Linked DNA regions of Macaca mulatta: region 1 is linked to region 2. The links are chromatin contacts, called in public Hi-C maps. All regions are on one chromosome and are shown on one strand. The core of a region is the stretch at or near the end of the contact, and the rest is flanking DNA. Distances in the headings are between cores, read along the strand shown. Region 1 holds the start of MDH1 (malate dehydrogenase 1). Region 2 holds the start of UGP2 (UDP-glucose pyrophosphorylase 2).

Region 1 (5,252 bases), core at 789-3,288, 250 kb after region 2:
TTACATGCATTTCTATAACACAAAAAACTAAGCGGTACCATTTAGATTCCTTCCTACAGTTTATTTACTGTCACTCCCTATAGACAACAAGCAAAGAATCCTCCCCTTTGAATGAGCTTACAAAACAAGGCTCTTTTCTAACTCTGTCCATTCACACACTCCCCTGAGGGGGGCAGGGAAATTGAGTCATGTGTGAGTTTGCTGTCAGTTCCAGCAAACTGCCAGACAAATTCTTCCTCATGTTCTGTCTCTGTGTTATCTGGCACCCCAGTGACCTTCCAGCGGTGGGGCCTTACTAGGGAAAACCAGCTAAGAATCTGGGGCCCAAAATCTCTCTGTGACCTTAAGAAAATTATCTGACCTCCCCAGACTACATTATAAGAGTAGATAATATATTCTCCAAATCCCCTTTTAATTCTAGAATTCCAATATTTTGAATTGCAAGGAATAAAGCTATCAAGTAATCTATATGCTGATAACACAGTTGAGTTTGTATATGCAGTATGAACTGGTAACTTCATCCAGAATCTCAGTTAGTAAAAATTAAGTTTTCAGGGAGTTGAGTACACCGTCTCTCCCCCGCTGCAAGACCTCACTGCGGTGGTCCCTATAAAAATAAAAATTCAGAAAGGCTTGATAAGTGTAAGACACAATATAGAAAAGATGGCAAGAGTGTGAGACTCTTGGGACAAATCACATTCTCTCTGGGTCTCGATAAACTCAATTTTAAGATGTGAAGTGGGGAGATTCGTCAAGATGACCTTTAAAAGATCCCATTCAGTTCGAAAAGCAAAAAGTCCAAGGTTCTCACATAATAAGTACCTCTGCTTTCTAGCTAAGATTATTAGGACAGAAACCACTGAAACCTAATTTAAATGACTAATTATGTGACAAAATATATAGGAAACCTAGGTTTAACACCTACTGGAAATTAGTAGCTGTCTCCACTGGCCCCGTTACACAGGCAGAGAGAGTAATGCCCTTGCCTTGAAAACGTTGTCTTTTCAGATTCTGGGAAATTTCCAATTTATTCAAACATTTCTCCACATTCTCCAGCCATTTTAGTATTTTGGACACAAAGTAGGAAAAACAGTCGCAACTATAAATACAAGCAATTGTATTGATAGTAGGAAGCGATTTCTTTGAGTTTGATGACAAATGTCACCTTCAAGCAGTACGCTGAATATTCCTACGTCAGAGTTCCTTCACCAACCCCCTCCTTTCTGCAGAGACAAGCGATGGAGATCTAGGTTATCCAGGTCTTCCATGACAAAATGGTTACTCTGTTACATTTAAAAGAGGTGCTTCTGGAATTCATTACATACAGTTCAACAAAGACTATCCGCAGTAGTTATTGGCTACTGATGCCGTCACTTCAACATATCCTGGCATTACAAAACAGGTCAATGAACGGGTTCCAAATAACATTTTGAGAAATCAGACATGGCGGAAACACGTCTCCTGCAAACGCAGATCGTAATCTGGACCACCAGGTAAATACTACCTTTCCAGCTTTTAGCTTTCAAGGGCCCTGTGACAAAAGCTCTTATAAACACTGGGCTAATGAGGAGAAAAAGGGGTTAGCACCCAACCTTTCCCTCCCATCGCAAACCTTATTGTCCTTATCAAACAAACCCCGTAACATCCTTTGGAAAATAGCTGCAGCGTCGTATTCTGTCCTCCCGCCATGCAGCAGGATTAAGATCGCGCCTCTCCCAGGACAACTACTTCTCCAGAATCCTCCTAAGAGCGCCCTATGCCCCGCAAGGTGGAAATCAATCCCTTCCCAATTACTGGGTCACTGCGACAATCCCAAGAAGATGAGTCCGAGCTTGTCAAAGAGCGCGAAGGACGGCGCCTTGCACAGCTGCCTCCCAAAAGTCCCTAAAGTGCAAGAAACCCCACAAAAGGGCGCGAGGGCCAGAGGTGGGCAGGAACCCGGGGCCCACACTCACCATGGCTGAAAACTGCGGGGACAATTTCAACAACTGCAAAATGAGCCTCAGAGAGTCAGGTCACCTCTACCGCGGAACTGACTCGGAGAGGGCGAGCGGTGTTAGCGAGAAAACGCTCCGCTCCCGACGCGGCGCTCTCTGGGAACTGTAGTTTACGCTGCCCTGCTTCTGGCGCAATCTCCAAAGTGTTTCCTTCAAGTGTTGAACTACACTTCCCGATCCGAGGGGTTCTTCTCACTGCTTTCTCACTGCGCTCTGCTCCGATTGCAAAGTAGTCCCGGAGGATGAGCCGCTGTGATTGGAGGACGACGACAAGCGCATGATTTGGGGTCAGGAGGAAAGGACCAGCCTGATGGCGCCCGGCAATTGGCGGGAGAGATTTTGTTTGTAACTCCAGGGAGGAGAGAATGACCCCTTAGCGACATCACCCCCCACGCGCGTGACTGAGACTTCGTCCTCCCGTGAGGGTAAACGTGGGAGGTAAAGAGACCTTCCGCTGCGTAAAGCTGGCTCGACCCGGAAACAAAATCATTTAAAAAACGATTCACACTCTGGAAGGGCGGGGGAATTGATGAGTTGGGACGACCGGACAGCTTCTCAGGTTGCTAAGCGACGATGCGGGAGCTCGCGCACACCCCGGACTCTTTGTAACACCTGAGGGAACTGTGGTGGCGGCGGCGGCCTGGAGACCCAAGAGACCAAGTGAGCTTGTCCCTCCCTCTCGGGTCCAAGGACCTAGTACAGGAACCTTCTGCCCGGGTAGTGTCTGGTGATGAGGCGAGAGTTTTGCCGGGACGCCTACTCCGAAGCGGCCAGGAGTCGCGCTTCTTCCCCATCCCGAGGCAGGTGAGCCCTGGCCCGAGGGCAAGGGGTTGTCTTTTAACCTTAAGAGTCCGGACTGCGGTGGTGCGCCGTCCCACTTTGCTTTTATTCACTGGGCGGATGCCTGCTAGTTCGCGGGTGCCTTTACTGAGCGGAGTATGAGGGGCGTGGGAATGCAACTATTCTGCAGGGGGTGGTGCCCTGGAGTAGGTGCACTCCCGATCTCAAATGGAGCTCTTCCAGAATTACATCAAAAATATTTATTGAGCATCTACTTTGTAGGAGGTGAGCCTCTCCCTTCCAGGACGTCACAGTATACGGATCTAATTTTCTCTAAGCCCTCCGTGAATGTTGAGTTTTGCCCATTCTCTTGGAAGAAACAGGGTGCGCCTTATACCATCTTGAGTCTTAAAGTTATGCCAAACCGGCATTTCTGAGGAAAGACTGGCAGCTGAATGGGAGACGCTGGTTGTTTAGTCAGTCAGTCTGAGCTGGTAAAACAACTTAAGAGGTTCTCTTTACAATTAATGCTGCCAAGAGAATTGCTGTGCTCTTTAAAAGCTTGTTTCATGTGGATGTTAAAAGGAAGATACGATGCTCGGGAGTACCATACACAGCATATACGTAATGAAAATGAATAAAACATCTCGATTAGATAACATTGTTAGAACTTCCGTTTTTTCTCTGTGACTGATAAATGAATGCCAAGTAATATCTTTCAATTTTTCTCTATTTCTGTTTGAGGATTTGCTATTTTTGGAAAGGAATGTAATGCTTTACTTTTAGCATTTATTAATGCACCTGAATGACTCTCCTTGTATCGTTTATTCATTTGGCTCTCAGCCAACATACTTTCCTGGTTTTCCTCTTTTATTACTGGTTCTCAGTCCTTCCGAGTTTTAAAATTTTTTTTAGTTGTGATCTCTTAACATTGGGGTGGCTGTATTCTCTGTCTATACTCAATCCCTCAGTGAGCTGATTCATGCGTTGCATCACTTCAAATGTTACTTTTATGTCAAAAACTCTCTAATTTATGTGTCTAGTCCTGAATTAGTAGATGTACATTGTTCTCAAGCCTAGGTTCTCCGAGTTTTTACTCTCAGCAGTTACGAAAAATTTCTCCCATTTTCCTCCTAAATGAATTATTCCACTAGCTGCTAACAGAAAGATTTTTCCATGTTTTTGTCCTTAAAACTCTCATGATTTTACCTAATGTAAATGACGAGTTAATGGGTGCAGCACACCAACATGTCAGGTATACATATGTAACAAACTTGCACGTTGTGCATATGTACCTTAGAACTTAAAGTATAATAAAACAAACAATCTCATGATTTTTGTCCTTGATTTACAGTGAATTTTACAAGGGAGAGTTTTTATAACCAGAATTCTCACTGCAGTCCTATTCCCATACTCCAACAAGGCCACAAACATGTAAGCCCCCGTATTCCCATCCAGTCCAGACATACAGAATTGAAGTCACCTGTATGGTAGCTCCTGGGCCTTGTTCTGTTTATAGCTAGTTGACCTTGTAAATCAGGTTAAGGAGCATATTAGCACTGATTATAAGTTACCTTTCTCAGGTAATATAATACACTGCAAGAGAAGATGTTTGGTCAGGTGGATATGTCAGCACATTTCCAATTATACTAATAAGATTGTCTCTGTTCTCTTCCTTTTGAACTGTCTTTGGTAATAGCTAATGTCAAGTAGCACAATATGTCATTGCACGTTCATTGTGAGTTTGAATCTCCAGGTGGTTTGTGAATGTGTTGCAGACTTTCATATTTTGTTAAGGCCACAAACAGAGCATTAAACTGTTGTGCTATATTTGGAGATATACTTAACATTTTTTTTTTTTGGCCCAGCCTCTCATTATTTAGTAAGGTAATATTTAATTCAAATTGTAGAAAATGTTTGAAATACTATTCTAACAACATCCAGCAAAGATATTAAAGGAGCATTAAGTTAAAATCCCTGAAATAGAATGTTGGCTCTTGATACCCAAGGCACTTTGGAACTCACAAGATCTTATGCTTTTTTATAGTATAAAATTATTTAACCTCAGCTAGGTGTGGTGGCTCACACTTGTAATCTCAGCACTTTGAGAGGCTAAGGCCAGAGGATTGCTTGAGTCCAAGAGTTTGAGACCAGCCTGGGCAATATACTGAGACCTTGTCTCTACAAAACATTTTTTAAAAATTAGCTGAGTGTAGTGTCATGCACCTGTAGTCCCAGCTCCTCAAGAGGCTGAGGTGGGAGGGTTGCTTGAGCCCAGGAAACAGAGGTTGCACTGGCACCACTTGTACCCCAGCCTGGGTGACAAGGTGAGATCCTGTCTCAAAAAAAAAAAAAAAAATTATGTAACCTCATATTAATTTTATCTCTAGCATATATAAAATTGTTATAGGTCTAGTTAAAACTCATTCATTTTAATGTTTTCTTTAATGAAGTTCTATTACACTTTTAAGCTAT
Region 2 (5,244 bases), core at 1,759-4,258:
TGTAAGATAACCTACTAAACAGTACATGGAAAGTGCTAAGTGGGCTTCTCATTTGTCAACCATGACAAATTCATTTAGAGTATCCACCACTTACAAAACACTGTTATTTCTCCCAAGGATATAATATTATCTTTGCCCAATGGGAACTGACAGTCTAGCTAGAGAAACAGGCCATTTCCACAGTTGTTAATGTTAGAAGCAACAAAAGATGTCAGGAAGGACAAGGGTTTTAGACACATTCACATAAGAATTTCAGTGCTGGGCGCTAGCAGCTCATACCTATAATCCCAGCACTTTGGGAGGCTGAGACTGGAAGATCACTTAAGGCCAGAAGTTTGAGACCAGTCTGAGAAACACAGGGAAAGTCCGTCTCTTTAAAAAAGGAGAAAAGTAGCCAGGCATGGTGGTGTGCACCTGTAGTCCCAGCTACTCAGGGGGCTGAGGTAGGGGAGATCAAGGCTGCAGTGAGCTGTGATCATACCACTGCACTCCAGCCTGGGCAACAAAGTGAGACCCTGCCTCAAAAAAAAAAAAAAAATTCAGTGATTTATACAAGCTGCGAACTTTGGACAAGATACTCAATTTTCCTCACCTGTAAGGGCAGGCTAAAAATCTACATCTCAGGACTCTTAATAAAGCTTAATGAGAAAATTCATGAAAAAAATAGTTAGAAACCTAACATTAGTTAACTCCCCTGTGAAGGAGCATGAACTACTAAGTGTCAGTGATTGGAAATATCAATATTTTCTGCAGCAAAGATAAAGAATTTGATTTGCTTAAAAAAAAAAAAATCAAAACCAAAATTTCCAACCCTTATACTTGAAAGCTCTTTTGTGGAGACAGCTGTGTCATTTGTCAATGAGGTTTATCATTTATAACAGCAGCAGAGTTAAACATGTAGAGGGCTCACACTGTACAAAATTTAAACAACGATAAACAGGAGCACATTCATGTCAAAAGATTTTGACGAGGTGTCATATTTTTGTGTAAAACTGCCCATCTTAAAAGGAAAACTACCATTTAAAGTAAAAATGTATGGCAACCATAGGCTATGGCACATGCCTAAATCCCATCTATTCAGGAGGCTAAGGCAGGAGGACAGCTTGAGCCCAGGGGCTTGAAGCTGTAGTGCACTATGATTGCTTCTGTGAATACCCACTGTACTCCAGCGTGGACAACACAGTAAGACCTTGACCAAAAAAAAAAAAAAGAAAAGAAAAGAAAGAAAGAAAGAAAAAGAAAAAATAAAAAAGGAAAGAAAAAAAAGTGGCTGGCAACTAAATGCAATCTGGTATCTAGGATTGAATCATGGCAACGGTAATCTGAACAAAGTCTTTAGTTAACAGTGATGTACCTATGTTAATTTCTAACTTTTGACAAATGTGCAACTTTTCTATAAATCCAGAAGTATTCCAAAATATAAAAAGTTTTTTTAAAAAAGTGGATGACAAAGTAATGACAAACATACACAGCATTCTTACCACTTGATTTTGAATCTCCTGAGGACAGTTGGCCTTACAAAGCAAAGGCTGTGAAATCAGTCAATGCTTGCCAATTCTGCAACCTATTCTAAAGCATAACTCTACATGGAACATCTTGGGTTATAGTATTTCTAACTTTTAAAGAGACGTAACTTGTCCACTTTTACCTAGCATATTCTTGCAAAATACCGCCTTTATGGTAACTGAATATTGTTATTACAAAACCAGTACGTTTCTAACAGTTCTGCCTTTCTCTTCTTGAATAAGACATTTACTCAATGAGAACATAAGCATCTCTTACCACATATAAGGTATAACATGAATTTGGAAGTCTAATAAAAAGTGACATTTCTGAGCTTAGTGCTAAAGACAAGCATAGTGTTCGATCTGTTTCGATAATAACACAAGCAGTCGAATTCTCTTTAATCTACCACACAAAATTTAAAGAAGACTCAATAAAGTGATATAGAACTCAGAAAGGCATTTTTATTCCCAGGGTCAAATGATGGCCATTACTGACACAACTTTTTTTTTTCCCAAAAGTACACCTACATTTATCAGGAAGCACAGTAAGTGTTTGTGAACTTTACTAGCTGTGTGTTCATCAAGATGGCTGAAGCTTTCACACACTGGAGCCTACAAGTAAAGAGTTTACTTGCATACCAGAAGGCAAATCTCATGCTACAAACTGGTGTCAAAGGTTTATGGCAGCACCAATTTCAATGAGTGCACCGTACACACATGCATTCATACACACAATGTCATTGATAATCTCAGTTGTGGCATTCCCTAACCCTTTTTTAATACACATGTGGAATTTAGAGGACAGTTTTCAAATTTGAAAGAAACCTTAATCATCTTTTCATAGTTCAAAAAGGGAAAAAAATAAACACAGCAATGCAGCAAAGTCATTTCTCCAGCTGAAATGACCTCCAGCTTCTTCGGGCTACTCCCGGTTTCGCAATAAGTGAATCTGAGACGCAAACCACGTACACACAAACGGAGTAGAAGCGAACACTAAAGCTTCCCCAACAGTCCCAGCAAAACCCACCTGGCCTTTCCCAATCCTCCCGCTTCCCCAGCCCTTCCCGTCTGCGTGCACGCACAGGTACCTTGACACAGACCAGGAAAAGAGAACAAGATTAATCAGCAGCCAAAATCCTGTTTTATCACTTACAGCCACTATCCAGAAGAGCGACAGTACTACTAACCTGATTTCAGGGAGGCAAAACTAAACCCAGCAGGGTACAGGAGCATAAATTATACGTGTCTGGAACGTCAACCCAGCAGCTCAAGGCAGCTCAGATGACAATTCAACGAAAAGGGTTTCGCAAATGTTATCTCAAATGAACATTTCCACTTCCAAACCACCCACCAACCTCTCCACTGTCAGTACCGAAATTCGGCTGAAGCAACTCGGGATATAAGCAGCAGCATTTCTTACCTTGTACAAATCTCGACATTTTAGGAGTTTAGTAAAATACTCCGGTTTTTTTTTTTTTTTTTTTTTTCTAGAGGAGTCACGCTATAGGGCAGGTCTCTCCTCCTCTCCCGCTTTAACAACCGACGTATTCTTTCTCCTCCTATATTTAACTACTTAAGGGAGTATTTATTAAAAGCCATTAAAACTGGCTCAAAAAAAAAAAAAAAAAAAAAAGGAAGAAAAAGAACAAGAGAAAGAAAAAGAAAAGAAAGAAATTCCTTCTCCAATTCCAAAAGATGGAAACTTGGTGCGACTGAGTCGACTTGGGAACTCCTAAGCTCCTGACACAAATGAGGGCCAGCTGGAGACTCCCGGAAAAGGTAAAACCACACGAACTTAAATTTCATCAATGAAAGAGGCGGACCTACAGCGGCTATTTCACCGCCCCCAAGTCCCCACGCCCTTCGGGGCTGGACTGCAGGAGGCACTGGCAGGCCGCGCCCCTAGCTGCCCCCTCCCCGCGCCGCCGTCCAGCCCCAAGCCGCTTCCCCGGAAAACCCCGGTTAACAGCGGCTCCCGCCCAAGCAGGGGTCGGGGAGGCGGGCGAGGCCGGCAAGCGGGGGCAGTGCAACCATTTTCACCAGCCATAAATATCCTGGGACTAGGAGGCGCTACCAATTCCACGCTCTGGCGGGCCGACCCGTCGGGGCCTCAGCTCCCTGCCTTCCCGCCTCGAGCAGTGAAACCTGGCCGCAGCTTTTCCTCGGGAAGGGCCGAAGGCTACGCTGCCCCTCCCCCGAGCGGACACTAAGGGGTAACCGGCTAGGGATAGACCCGTGCACCGGCGCGGGAGTCCCAAGGAAGGGCCCTGACCCTTCCCACATATTCTCGCCCCGCCTGCACTGCGCTCCTCAGAATCCCAAATTCCGCCTCTGAGACTACACAGCGGGCCAGCGAGAGGGGGAAAACACACCCATCCAGGGGATCGCCGGAAGCCCAACCCCGCCCCTCCTCAAGCCGCCAGCGAGACCCACCTTCCTCTTCCTTTAGCAGCTGGGAAATTGGGGGCGTTTATGGCGCCCCGGGAAGAAGGCTCGCAGGCTGAGAGAAAGTCACCTCTGAGGCGCCCTTCTCTCTCTCCCTCTTCCCTCACACATGCACACCTTGAGCCCCTCGCTAACGGTCGCAGCCCAGCTGCTAAGCCCCCCTTGTCCACCCGTCAGCCGGCTCCCGACACCCAAAGCCCCCACTTTCGCCTAAACACCTCCCCTCCCCCTCCATTAGGAGCAGCCCCTTCAATGCGGAAATGTCCCTGCCGCACAGACCGACAGGCGCAGCCACCAGTCAGGAGCCGAGGCGGACGCAGGCTCTGGCCAATGAGATGTGCGGAGGTGGCAAGGGGCGGGGCGTTGCGGCAATTGGGAGCTCGTCGGAGTTGGGCAATGAGCAGTACCCTGGGATCCCGCGCTTGGGAGCGGCCCCTACGGCGGCGTTGCGGCCAGGGAAGCCTCGCCGGTATATCTCAGTAAGGGAGAGCACCTGAGCACGACTGGTTATTTTTCCAATCGGTAAAAAGGTTCCCGCTGAGTAGGGACTGAAGAAAGCTCTGCGGATAGAGCCGGAGCTCCCCACAGCAGCTGTCCCGAGGGAGCCCAGACGATTCTCAGGGGACGCTTGCTCCCCTCATCACATCTGGTTGGGGGAAGGTGAGGATGCGTTAGGGAGTAGGCAGTGGCCTGTGTGGGGCCAGCTAACAAAAGGAGGGTTTAGGCGTTGAAAGTGACAAGTGAAGCCTCCCTCACCGGAACCACCACCATCCCCATTGCCCCAGTTCCTAATCCTGTAGAGATTTCTGCTGTAATAGGCATTTACTTTTCTATTCAACATGAAACTGGCTTAAGTTACTCGTCAAGAGGTGCTTTTCTTTTGGTAGATTCTTGAAGTCCTCAAGGAAAGAGGATGTTACACGGAACTTGATACCAGCCTGGGGACTGTTACAGGGCCAGCCCACGGCTTGTCAAATCACACCTGGTATCACCAACCCCACCTGCACCTAAGACTCAGTGCGCCTGGCAGCGAGTGCATTTCAGACTTTACATTTCCACTTTAAGACTCAAATAGCCGGCACCAGGACCGATGAATTGCCAGGCCTTCTCTTAAGTGCCTCCAATAAACGAGTACAGTAATTACAGAAGAGTTTGAGGCTTTGGGCAACACTAATCAACCAAGGTAAAGTGAGAATTTTTTAATGACTCATTGTCTAAACAAAGGGACTTTGATTTTTTGGTTCCACGTCTTCATATGGAAATGTTACTAGAACAACACAGAAAAGGCTAGTGA

What was found. Hi-C and Micro-C count contacts between places; a contact is called where the count stands out from the background.
Region 1: a contact with region 2 is called in a Hi-C map of liver, with 2.4 times the contacts expected there. The contact joins the promoter of MDH1 here to the promoter of UGP2 in region 2. A contact is called at or near these places in 2 of 14 Hi-C or Micro-C datasets (fetal cortex germinal zone and liver).

The regions. Positions count from the first base shown.
Region 1 is chr13:61,151,120-61,156,371 of T2T-MMU8v2.0, forward strand. It overlaps MDH1 (malate dehydrogenase 1), which reads right to left and starts at 2,039. Exons shown (of 10, transcript NM_001320106.1): 1 at 1,956-2,039. WDPCP (WD repeat containing planar cell polarity effector) reads left to right here and starts at 2,621. Exons shown (of 18, transcript XM_015112570.3): 1 at 2,621-2,801.
Region 2 is chr13:60,902,905-60,908,148 of T2T-MMU8v2.0, forward strand. UGP2 (UDP-glucose pyrophosphorylase 2) reads right to left here and starts at 3,009. Exons shown (of 10, transcript NM_001261518.1): 1 at 2,926-3,009. The coding sequence starts at 2,944. LOC106992985 (a long non-coding RNA gene) reads left to right here and starts at 4,838. Exons shown (of 4, transcript XR_013402760.1): 1 at 4,838-5,133.